Regions from separate parts of the Zea mays genome. Here region 2 is linked to region 1. The links are chromatin contacts, called in public Hi-C maps. All regions are on one chromosome and are shown on one strand. Each heading gives the region's core, a stretch centred on a gene start, on an enhancer-like site or on the middle of the called end of the contact. The rest is flanking DNA. Distances are from core to core; before and after follow the strand shown. Region 1 holds the start of LOC100216939. Region 2 holds the start of LOC100283974 (40S ribosomal protein S2-like).

Evidence for each region. A called contact is a pair of places that touch in the nucleus more often than the background predicts.
Region 2: a contact with region 1 is called in a Hi-C map of ear, with 2.8 times the contacts expected there. The contact joins the promoter of LOC100283974 here to the promoter of LOC100216939 in region 1. A contact is called at or near these places in 2 of 25 Hi-C or Micro-C datasets (ear and tassel).

What each region holds. Positions count from the first base shown.
Region 1 is chr7:18,736,547-18,742,853 of Zm-B73-REFERENCE-NAM-5.0, forward strand. LOC100216939 reads right to left here and starts at 2,412. Exons shown (of 3, transcript NM_001143322.1): 1 at 1,693-2,412. The coding sequence starts at 2,385.
Region 2 is chr7:18,994,876-19,001,182 of Zm-B73-REFERENCE-NAM-5.0, forward strand. It overlaps LOC100283974 (40S ribosomal protein S2-like), which reads left to right and starts at 2,959. Exons shown (of 2, transcript NM_001374374.1): 1 at 2,959-3,820; 2 at 4,898-5,274. The coding sequence starts at 3,143. The coding sequence ends at 5,059.

The DNA.
Region 1 (6,307 bases), core at 1,162-3,661:
TGTTTAAAACATTTACCTCAGTGCTTAGCCCCCCCCCCCCACCCACACACACACACCTTTAATTTATGTTTGCCCCCTAGAACAGGTTACCATCGTTTAGCTGAACACTGGTGCCAGCTTGTTCCTTTGATGACTCTTATTTGTCCACAATCCTTTTTTTCCTTCACCCATCCACACCAACAAAATCATGCAATTGATTACTTTATGTTAATGATTCTTCAATGACAATTTGTGGTACTGTTCATTGCAGTTAACATCTATATAATTAGTTTTCCATATTTGTATTGTCATTGAAAAAGAACAGTATTTTTTAACAAGCCTGATTGTTAGAACAAGCTTGCCTAAGGCCACATTCATGTGGAGACTAAACCATATTTCAACACGAATACTCTGAGCTATACCTGCACTTCAGGACAAAAACTGTGTTGTTTGTACAAATATATAATGGAGGTAAACAGACTAACAAAGTCATGCAAAAAAAAACTATAATTTTACAAATGGACTACAAAACCTTTTGGCTCCATATGTGTACTGGTATAAATAACTTTTTTTTGACAGTTCCCTTGCATCAGCAAATACATTTATGGGCAAATTAACAGATTCACATCTGATACAGGAACAGCCTAATGACAATAACCCATTATTGGCCATATAAAAATTAGATTCTTCTCACAGATAAAAATTGAAGGTTGATAAGTCCCTTTTATTAACATGGAAATGCCAAGCCAAAGAACCAGCAAATACATTTATGGGCAAATTAACAGATTCACATCTGATACAGGAACAGCCTAATGACAATAACCCATTATTGGCCATATCTTAGTAACCGGAAACTGGGAACTTGGCCACGTTCCTCGTTCCGGGAACGTTCGTTCCGTTCCGGGAACGTGGGAACAATCTCGTTCCAGTAGTGTTAAATCCTAGTTTTTGTAGCGTTCCGCGTACCACGTTCCCGTTCCTCGATCCCATCGATCCGGGAACCTGGTTACTAAGGGCCATATAATAATTAGATTCTTCTCACAGATAAAAATTGAAGAAGGTTGATAAATCCCCTTTATTAACATGGAAATGCCAAGCCAAAGAACTATGACACCAAGAGATATGATGGTGAACCATATTCCATATTCGCCTACCACCATGTATGATAGTCCTGTCCATATAAATGCTAGGAACATGTTCTATGGAATAAAAAAACTATTTTCCAGCTGTCCATTCCATACCCGAGCTATCACTGTCATGCACTTATGAATGAAGCATCCATACCACTAATTTTGACAATTCTTTTCAATCGAGATTCAATCACAAGTTCACAACTAATATCATCATTCACGAAAACTAGGAACCATTAAAAATGAAACAATATCACTATTAACATCTTAGGTGAACAAAGAGACGTCCTTATAAACATTCAAAATTGCAAATCCCGTTCAGCAATCCAGACCATTCAAACAATGAAAAGCGTGCATAAGCTAAGCCCAGAAGAGTTGAATCTGGCCCCTGATAACTTAACTCAAATCCTTAGATCTTACAAATTAATACTTATAAACAGATCCAACAGCTAAAAATGTTGAAGTTATAGCATTTCATGTCCTTAAGTGTTAGAAATCTCTAGCCCAATTCCAAACTATTGGTAACGGGAGGATAACAAAGTCCGTAACAATCTACCGCGAGAAGACGAGAATACCCAATTACCTTCACAGGAATGTGGAAACGGAACACCTTGATCGAGCCGACTACCTCAGATACGATCTCAAGCGGCACTGACCCCGCGGCCACGTCCCCGATGAGCTCGATCACGTCATCCAGCACCTTCCCGGCGTCCACCCACACCTCAGCATCCGCATAGACCTCATTCCTGGCCGCAAGCTCGCCGGACCCGGGCCACGCTTTGGCGGCCCCGAGCAGGTGTCCGCGGTAGGAGACGGCGGCGGAGACCGCGCGGTAGCGGAGCGGGAGGACGAAGCCGGGGTTGCTGACGCGGAGCCGCAGCGCGAGGCCGAGGCCGAGGACGGGCGGCTGCGCGCGGAAGCTGTCGACACGGAGGTCGGCGACGCGGGCGGCCGGGGCGGACGGGTAGAGGAGGAAGGCGAGCCCCGCGAGGAGCGCGAGGAAGAGGAGGAGCGGGAGCGCGCGCGCGCAGAATCGGCGGAGGCAGGACGCGCGGCGCGGGCGCAGGCGGCGGAGGCGCACGAGCATCGGGGAGCAGGGGGACGGCACGAAGACGAGCGTCGGGGCCGGCGGCGGCGGTGGGGCGGGCTGCACGTAGGAGGCGGCCGGGTAGGCGTAGTAGGGTTGTTGAGGGGGCTGCGGCGGCACGAGGAGAGGCTGCCCTAGGTGCGCGTGCGCCTTCTCGCCGTCGCCGGTCGCCGCCGCCGCGGATGCCATCGCCGACGCGGTTGCGGGAGAAGCGGGGGATCTGGTTGGGGATGGGTACAATTTCGTAGTGGGCTGGGAACTTGAGGATCCGGCTCCAATAGGAATTTGACACGCGGACGCTGCAAGAGTGATGGGGAAAGGATTGTCATTTGTCAGAGACCCACAGCCCAGGGGGACTTGTTGGCAACCGGCGGGCTGATTCTTTCCGTTGCTGAAAAACTGCACTATTGATCTGACCTGTTCGGGCGCCGCCGCCCACCCTCTCCAGCTCGGCCCATGTCGGTCAGGTTGGGCCCGTGGGCCGTGGCTGATAAACTGCATGGTTAAAGAAATTTCAAAATAGCAAATAGGATAACTGGAAAATATGTGGACAGAAGCATCATTCGAACATTTACCAGCACAGTAGTGTTTGGTTCCAGAGCCTATTTGGACGGAATGACTCTATTCCAGATTCTGAATATGGAATGACTCGATTCTGTGTTTGGCAATCAGAACAGAGCCACCCTGTTTTTCTGTTTGGTTCTAGTGTGAAGACTCTATCCTATGTTTGGCACCATATTATTATTATTATTATTATATATATATATCAAATATAATTATATTAAATATAACCATATATATTACGTTTGGAAACATGCGGTCTTGTCAAATATTAAATAAATATATTATATATATATATCTCGGCGTTTCGAACCCGCGAGGACCGTCAACCGACCAATAAATTTGTTGCTGCGTGTCCCTGCCCAGATAGGATGATGCAAGATGGAACACAAGAGGGAAATATGGCTTATATTATCTCGCATCGGGGTGCTCGTAGTAGGGGTTACAAGCGTCGCGAGACAGCGAGGGCGAGAGCGAGAGGGTGTCGTCCAACGTTGTCAGTGTTGCAACGTCTGTCCAGGACGTGCCTTAGGAAGGCCCTGGACATCCCCCTTTATAGATACAAGGAGATGTCCAGCTGTACAAGGGGGTGTAGCTATGTGCTATCGTGGCTGGCGGAGAAGTACCTTGAGCCCTGTAGAAGCATAGCTGTCGGCGCGGCATGGATCCTGCTGACGTTGTCTTGCTTCCGTAGGGGGGTTTGAGAGCAACCGACGTCATGGGCGCACGCGGGGGACCATCATTACCTGTTACCGGAGTGACCTTAGATGGGACACCGGTCTTGTTCCTTCGTAGCCTGAGGCAGCTAGCTAGGAGTAGGGTAATGATGTATCCCCTGTGGCGTAGTCGGTCCGAGGCCCAGGTCGGGCGAGGTGGAGATCTTCTTCTGAGGCCGAGGCTGAGGCCGAGGACTGAGGTCAGGCGAGGCGGAGCTCCCTGTTGCGCCCGAGGCCAAACTCGTGGGAGATCGTGACTCAGTTTTATCCTGGTGGTTGGCACAGTAGCCGGAGCGGGGCGAACAACGCTGTTTTCCTGTCAGATCGGACAGTAAAGGGGGCGAAGTGACTGCGGTCACTTCGATCTTGCCGACTGAGGCACGCGTGTCAGGATAAGGTGTCAAGCGATCCCCGCATTAAATGCGCATGCGATACAGTCGGTTGGTAAGGCAATTTGGCCAAGGTCGCTGCACGACAAAGTCTGCCCACGCTAGGCTTCGGGCGAGCCGAGGGTGCGTCTGCTGACTGAGGGGACCCTCGGCGAGGCGTGAATCCGTCCGAGACTACTGTTCCCGCCCAAGGCTAGGCTCGGATGAGGTCGCGTCCCTCGGCAGACGTGGCCTTGACTTGAACCGCGCTTTATCAGCTGTGTATGGTTTGTTCTGAAGATGTTTTCCAGCCGGATTAAGGAGCGTTGGAGGTACCCCTAGTTACGGTACCCGACAATAGCCCCCGAGCCCCAAAGGGAGTGCGGGCACTCGCTTGGAGGTTCTGCCGGATTTTGCAAGGGGACCGACCCTTCTCGGTTGTATTTTGTTCCGGTGGGTGCGCGCGAGCGCACCCGCCGGGTGTAGTGAAAGGGAAATGTGCCCTTGGGCCATTTCTAAGTATTTTGGTGATTGAGTGCAAACACAAGGGCCTAAATGTGAATTTATGTACATGGATGAACAAAGTGAAAATCATGAAGTAAAGGTATGTTTCTAAGCCTTAGTACATTGGTTTTAAGTACTAATATATTTGTCTAAGTGTTAGAAACAGAAAGAAGAAGAATAGAGAAAAGGAGAAGGGACTTGGCTGTGTGCTGCCAAGACCCAGCTCGGTCTGGAGCACCGGACTGTCCGATGTGCACCGGACAGTGTCCGGTGCGCCAGGCTGGCGCGTCTCGAACTGGCCGCTCTCGGAAAATTGGCCGGCGGCGTACGGCTAAAATTCACCGGACTGTCCGGTGTGCACCGGACTGTCCGGTGAGCCAACGGTCGGCCAGGGCCAACGGTCGGCCGCGCAATCCGCGCGGGACACGTGGCCGTGCCAACGGTCGGAAGACAGCACCGGACTGTCCGGTGTGCACCGGACATGTCCGGTGCGCCAACAGCGCCAGATCTGCCAACGGTCTGCAACGGTCGTCTTCGCCGTTTAAGGAAACAAATCGGGCACCGGACAGTGTCCGGTGTGCACCGGACTGTCCGGTGCCCCCGACGACAGAAGGCAAGGGTGGCCTTCCGGATTTGCTCTCAACGCCCCCTAGCTGCCTTGGGGCTATAAAAGGAGCCCCTAGGCGCATGGAGGAGACACACAAGCAACCTTTGAGCATTCTTGATCATCCACACTAAGTCTCTGCGCATTCGTTTGTGTTTCTAAGTGATTCGAGCTCTGTTCTAAGTGAGAACTCTGAGATAGTCTTGTGAGCTCGATTCTTGGCCGTGTGTGTGCGCTTTTGCTGTGGATTTGTGTGTGTTGCTTCCCTCCCTTACTCTGTGTTTCATTTGTGATCATATACTTGTAAGGGCAAGAGACTCCAATTTGTGGAGATTCCTTGCAAACGGGATAGTGAAAGGAAAACAAAACACCGTGGTATTCAAGTGGGTCTTTGGACCGCTTGAGAGGGGTTGATTGCAACCCTCGTCCGTTGGGACGCCACAACGTGGAGTAGGCAAGCGTTGGTCTTGGCCGAACCACGGGATAAAACCACTGTGTCACTCTGTGCTTGATTCTCTTGTGGTACTGTGTTTTGTTGAGACTTCACCTTAGCCACTTGGCAATAATCGTGCTAACACTTAACAAGTTTTTGTGGCTTAAGTTTGAAGTTTTTACAGGATCACCTATTCACCCCCCCCCCCTCTAGGTGCTCTCAATTGGTATCGGAGCCGTTCTCTTCACAAAGGGACTAACCGCCCGAAGAGATGGATCCTAAGGGGAAGGGTATAGTGATCAACGACAAAGAGAAGGAATCCTTCGTCAACGAGCCGAAGGACGATAAGCCTACCGACTCCGGCTCGGGCCAAAGACGGAAGGAAGGGAAGAAGAAGAAGACCAGGCGCATCAAGGAGATCGTCTACTACGACAGCGACGAGTCTACTTCTTCCCAAAAGGACGAGGACCACAACGACTACGAGAAAAGAAAACCGGTTAATTCGAACTTTTCTTTTGATTACTCTCGTATTCCGCAAAGTTCACATTCTCATTTGCTCTCCATTCCACTCGGCAAGCCCCCACACTTTGATGGAGAGGACTACGGATTTTGGAGCCACAAAATGCGTAGTCACCTATTCTCTCTCCATCCTAGTATATGGGAGATTGTAGAGAGTGGAATGCATTTTGATAGTTCGGATAGTCCCATGTTCATTAATGAACAAATTCATAAGAATGCACAAGCTACTACTGTTCTTCTAGCTTCCTTGTGCAGGAATGAATACCATAAGGTGAGCGGCTTGGATAACGCCAAGCAAATCTGGGACACCCTCAAGATTTCTCATGAGGGGAACGACGTCACCTTACTCACCAAGATGGAGTTGGTGGAGGGCGAGCTTGGACGGTTCGCAATGATAAGGGGCGAG
Region 2 (6,307 bases), core at 1,709-4,208, 260 kb after region 1:
TTAAGTGCCCAACACATATTGAGTGAGTAATTATGTGTCAAATGATGGATGAGGTGCAAATCAACAATAAGGTATGATTCTAGACTTAGTACATTGGTTTTTGTGTACTAATATATTTGTCTAAGTGCTAGAATCAGATAAAAGAGAAAAAGGAAAAGACTTGGCTGGAGCAGCCAAGACTCAGCGCAGTCTGGCACACCGGACTGTCCGGTGGTGCACCGGACAGTGTCCGGTGCGCCAGGCTGGCTTCTGGCGAACTGGCCACTCTCGGGAATTCATCGGCGGCGTGCGACTATAATTCACCGGACGGTCCGGTGAGCCAACGGCTGCCAGCGCAACGGTCGGCCGCCAAATCCGCGGGCGACGCGTGGCCCGCTCCAACGGTCGACAGGAGGCACCGGACTGTCCGGTGTGCACCGGACAGTGTCCGGTGCGCCAACGGCTATAATTCTGCAACGGTCGGCTGTGCCATTTTAGGAAGGCGATCTGCACCGGACCATGAACAGTGCCTGTCCGGTGGTGCACCAGATTGTCCGGTGCGCCACCCGACAGAAGGCAAGAATTGCCTTTCCAGATTGCCTCCAACGACTACTAGCTGCCTTGGGGCTATATATGGGACCCCTAGGCGCATGGAGGAGTCACCCAAGCATTCTTTGATCATCTCTAAGCACCAAGACTCCATTATCGCGCATTTGATTCTTTATGATAGTGACTTGAGCTCTATTTGAGTAGAGAACTCCTCGCATTGTGTTGTGAGCTCAAGTTGTGGCTTGTGTGCGTGGTTGTGCTCGTGCTTTGAGTCTTGTGTGTGTTGCTCTCCCCTCCCTTACTTCCGTGCTTCTTTGTGATCATCATTTGTAAGGGCGAGAGGCTACAAGTTGTGGAGAATCCTCGCGAACGGGAGATAGTAAAAGAAAGGAAAACACAGTGGTATTCAAGTTGATCATTGGATCACTTGAAAGGGGTTGAGTGCGACCCTCATCCAGTGGGACGCTACAACGTGGAGTAGGTAAATGTTATACTGGGTCGAACCATGGGATAAATCACCGTGTCTCTTGTGCTTGTTTTCTTCGTGACCATTGTGTTTCACAAGAGCTTGGTCCTTAGCCACTTGATTCTATTGAGCTAACACTTAACCAAGTTTTTGTGGCTACAAGTATTTGATTTTCATAGGATCACCTATTCACCCCCCTCTAGGTGCTCTCACAAGCTCAAACTGGGTCGAACCGAGCTGACTCGATATCTAGCCCAAGCTCGGCCTTTAAAGACCTTAATGATTGTACAATTTTTTTGAGTGGTGATGAGGAATCACTAGGACTTGAAGTTCCTTACCCTTCGCTATTTGAGCATCTATGTATCTTGCGAACTGCACTATGCTTGATATTGCATTCACATTGAGTTTGGTAGCTAGGCATAGTGTGAACACATCTAGAATACGTTGGACATGTGATAAGACTATACTAAGATACATCAAAGGCACTCAAGGTGCCGTTTGGTTCACATACTTGTAACGCAATGGGAAACCAATAACGTTAAATCATGTTTGTTTAAGTCTAACCGTAATCGATACCACACTACAAATGGATACGACATTATTCAAATTTGTTATCGTCCGTATTCGAGTGTGAATCGTTATCATTACCATTTATGTTACATTTCACGAACCAAACGCCACCCAAGATCTTGGACTGTTTTCTCAAGATAAAAGGATCAAAATCCGATGGGATATGTAGATGTTGGATATCTCTTGGATCCCCTAATGTTAGATCCCATCATGGTTTTGTGTTTCTCTTTGGTGCTATTGCTATATACTAGAATCGAAGTAAACACGTACTAGTAGCGATGTCTAGTAACTACATATATGAAGTCACATGTGAATGTGTTTGGCTACAACAGATAAGTAATCACATCCATGAGTTGTATGGTTTTGACACCTCAAATGCCCCACATTTATCTACAAATAGAAACATGTTATATTAGAATAGTATGGCAAAACATATTTCTCCTATTTTTTTCCTATCATCACTAACTCTATAATAAGGGTGAAGAAAATTGTGCAAGTTAAGATAATTTTTTCTATCCTAATTTGACTAATTTATTCATCAAATTCTTGCTTGTGATCACATTCAAAAGTTCAGTTTAAGGTATAGAGATGAGCCACTTAAGAAACCTACACGGTTTAGAGGGAGAGCACTCTTAACTATTAGCCTATGTCATTTGATCTTGAAAATCACTTTATTTTTTCCTTTGCTTTTTTTTGGAGTTTTAAGGAGGCATGAGTTAGTAATGTCATTTGTCCAGAGAGTGTTAAGAAACTCTATAAGGCTTTGCTCGTTTATCTTGGAATACACCCAAAATTGTTCCCGCTAATCAAATCTTATATAAATTAGGCAATCAATCCGGGCCACAAATCCGTGGAAAACTGAACGACCCCTAATGAATTATATGGGACAATACCAAACATATCTCTAGAAACATATTTAGTTTCTTATATAATAGATAGGTAGCCCTTTTTAATAGATAATAAAAGAAGAGTTCATCTATTATGTTTTTCTTACCTCTATTTATGCTTGCATTGTCACGGAAAGAGAATCAATAAATAGATCTTCTATATCTTTTTATGTCTCTATTACTAAAGGAAAGGTTTAAAATACCAATATAATATCTGCGACCATATTAGACCGTCTCCAACGGTTCACCCATATAGTCAATCAAAACACTGTTATAATGTAGACTATACTATTTACACAGAGTGAAGTTTGAATATAGAGATAAGATGGGTAGACTCTTAGAGATAGCCTCACACTCAACATAACTAATTGAATACCAACAACCCACAATGTGCCTAACCCGATTCTGGCCCACTGTCCATCCATTCAAGGAATCCACTAGACTTCGCACAGCCAATGCACTGGGCGCCCGAGTCCATCTACTCATTCTCCACGGCTCATTACAACCGCACGGCCCAGTCCAACTTCTCGTTCCCCCAAACCCTAATCCCTTTCTCCACTGCCACGTTGTATATAAGCCGCCGCCAGCTTCAACGCAGCTGCCCTCCCAAACCCTCGCGCCGCCGCTCCCCAGCACATCGCTCCCAGCGCGCCAAATCGGCGGCAACCTCGGACCCTTCACTCACCCAGCTATGGCGGAGCGAGGCGGCGAGCGTGGCGGAGAACGCGGCGGCGAGCGTGGCGGTTTTGGCCGCGGGTTCGGTCGCGGCGGGCGCGGCGACCGTGGTGGTCGCCGTGGTGGCCGGCGCGGCGGCCGCCAGCAGGAGGAGGAGAAGTGGGTGCCCGTCACCAAGCTCGGGCGCCTCGTGAAGGAGAACCGGATCAACAAGATTGAGGAGATCTACCTGCACTCGCTGCCGGTCAAGGAGCACCAGATCGTGGAGACCCTCGTCCCGGGGCTCAAGGACGAGGTGATGAAGATCACGCCCGTCCAGAAGCAGACCCGCGCCGGGCAGCGCACGCGTTTCAAGGCCTTCGTCGTCGTCGGCGACGGGGACGGCCACGTCGGGCTCGGCGTCAAGTGCGCCAAGGAGGTCGCCACCGCCATCCGTGGCGCCATCATCCTGGCCAAGCTCTCGGTCGTGCCCGTCAGGAGGGGCTACTGGGGAAACAAGATCGGCCAGCCGCACACTGTGCCCTGCAAGGTCACCGGCAAGTGCGGGTCCGTCACCGTGCGCATGGTGCCGGCGCCCAGGGGGTCCGGGATTGTCGCTGCCCGCGTGCCCAAGAAGGTCCTCCAGTTCGCCGGCATTGAAGATGTCTTTACCTCGTCCCGTGGCTCCACCAAGACACTCGGTAACTTCGTCAAGGTATACCTGTTTAGATCTTTGTGTAATTATGTGTTATTACTTATTATTTGCTTCCTATGGTACTCTACACACTATGCATTTTTAGTTAATGTTATCTGCGCATCTTTCGATAGATTTTTAGTGTCCATCACAACATTTTATGGTCTAGATTTGTAACTTCATACTACATTTAGACTTATACAAATTTAGACAAAAAATGTAGTCTAAAGTTACAAATCTTTTGATATTTGTAACTACGAAGCTACCTAGCGTAGTTGTTTACTTGTATTTGTCTTCTATTAGAACTGAAATTTGAATGGGGCTTGTTATTATTTGGGCTTTGCGTCATGTATAACTTCCTTGGTAGGGTTAGTATATAAATAGAATCGCAATAAGTTGTCATTGCTATTTGGTCACTGCTGCACAGAGGCAGAATCAGCACAAAGTTCCATTGATTGTACCTCTACTACACCATGGTTCACCTTCACATGTGAACATTAATTGGCAACGGAAATCACAGAAAATTATTGCTGTCCGGTGACAGCCCATGGAGCAGGGGCGGCTCTGCCCAGTGCTGCGTTGTCTACCATAACACTACCTGTGGCATATGGTGATGAAACCAGTGTATGACTGATACATAGTTGTTGTTTTTTGTTCTGTCCAATCTGTTATTTATATTAAATTATGCACTGAATCATTCCATGTACGCACAGTGCAAATCCTGCCCTGTTTATATTCTTTCACAAATTTTGTATTTTTGTCCAGCCAATGCGTATATTGTGACTTCCATTCATGTTTTCATGCTTGTTTTTCGGTCAGTGAAGCTAATTTCAGTCTGTAAGCTAAATGTCGCTTTGCATGATTTCCATTCCAATGAACTCTTGTCTGAATACGATTATTTGTTCCGTGAAGTTTGTGATTCCATGTTTCTTTTTTACCATCTTTGAGGTGGAATAGCATATCATTTGATGCCTAAATGTACTGGTATAGCTAATCACCTGATCCCTATTTGAGTATAGCTTCAGTACAACGTAGACTGTCTTTCATTTTGTTAGTGTGGGAACTAAATAGCACATGTCACACCCTTGCGAATTGCAGGCAACCTTTGATTGTCTGATGAAGACCTACGGCTTCCTCACTCCTGAGTTCTGGGCCGAGACCAAGTATGCCAAGACCCCGTTCCAGGAGTTCACCGACCTCTTGGCTAAGCCGACAAAGGGTCTTCTGATCGAGGCTCCCACCGAGACAGTGGAAGCTTGAACGTCTTAGTTTACTGTTCCAAGTGTCGCGAAAAGAGTTTTCTGTACTAGCTACATATTTTAAATGTTATTTTGAATTATGATGAGAAACCAAGGTATGCACCCAAGATAATTGATGTCCTGTTGTTTTCGTATGTGGGTATCGAACCCCAAAGATGTCCTATTGTTTTCTGTACTCCGCATGTGATGAAAATCTGTCCTGCCTGTGTTAGGCCATCTGCACTAGTCTACGCATAGATTATCCAAAAACACTGTTCTGCATTAGAGTGGAGTTTGAATATGTACGAGGATGGGTAAGCTCCTAGAGATAGTCTGTCTTAGTCTTACAGTGTTTTTCAACACGCGATGAATGCCATTAGGGATGAAAACAGTTTTAGAATTTTTTGGTATTCCGGAAATAGATTTATTTTTGAAAACGGAATCGGTTTTTGGAATTTTCTATTGGAATCGGTATCGGAATCGGTGTGGTGTTTTACCGACCGTTTTCTTTGGTTACCAGTTTTTGTCGGAAATTACCGGATTTGTGTCTCGAAATTTTCCGAAATTGTGTCTTGTAATTTTTTTCGGAATTTTTCAGCATGTGATTTTTCGCCTATACTTCTATGGATAAGTATTACTTATTTTTGTATTTTTTGGACGTCTTAAGATTTTTTTTGGGATAGATGATGTTGGAAGGCGGTTGAGATTAATGATTTGGTCTCTCGAATGAATCAACACTTTTCTATGCACATGTTATGTATTAGTAATATAGTAGTCGATTGCTTGTGCGTTGCGACGTCTTACAACAATACCCACGTAAACTATCCACAAAAAGATCTCAAGATTTTTTATTGATTGTCCCTGCTCTCTGTATAATATTTTTTGATTTGGTTAACTGATGTTATTGTTTAATCCATGCAATATGTCTTGGTACAACACGACCAATGAAGTGAGCGATTAGAAGAGAGTTCACAACGACTGACTGAACGAACAGAGATTATAAAATGATATAATTTCACCATACAGAGACCAAATAAGAAAAGTTTATGAGCTCAAGTTTCTAAAATAAGTCACATGAGGTCAAACTGATAAAAAAGATAGATAAAAAATATGGAGTGATAGCTAAAGTTGGACATCAATAAAAACTGTATGTGCTCCATATAAATTATGCTACTTCGTAGCAATTACTAACGTTTAAAACCAACAAATAACCTTTTATTTTAGTGTTAGTGTGACAAATCATTGTTGCTTCATCTAATTCAGCAACCTG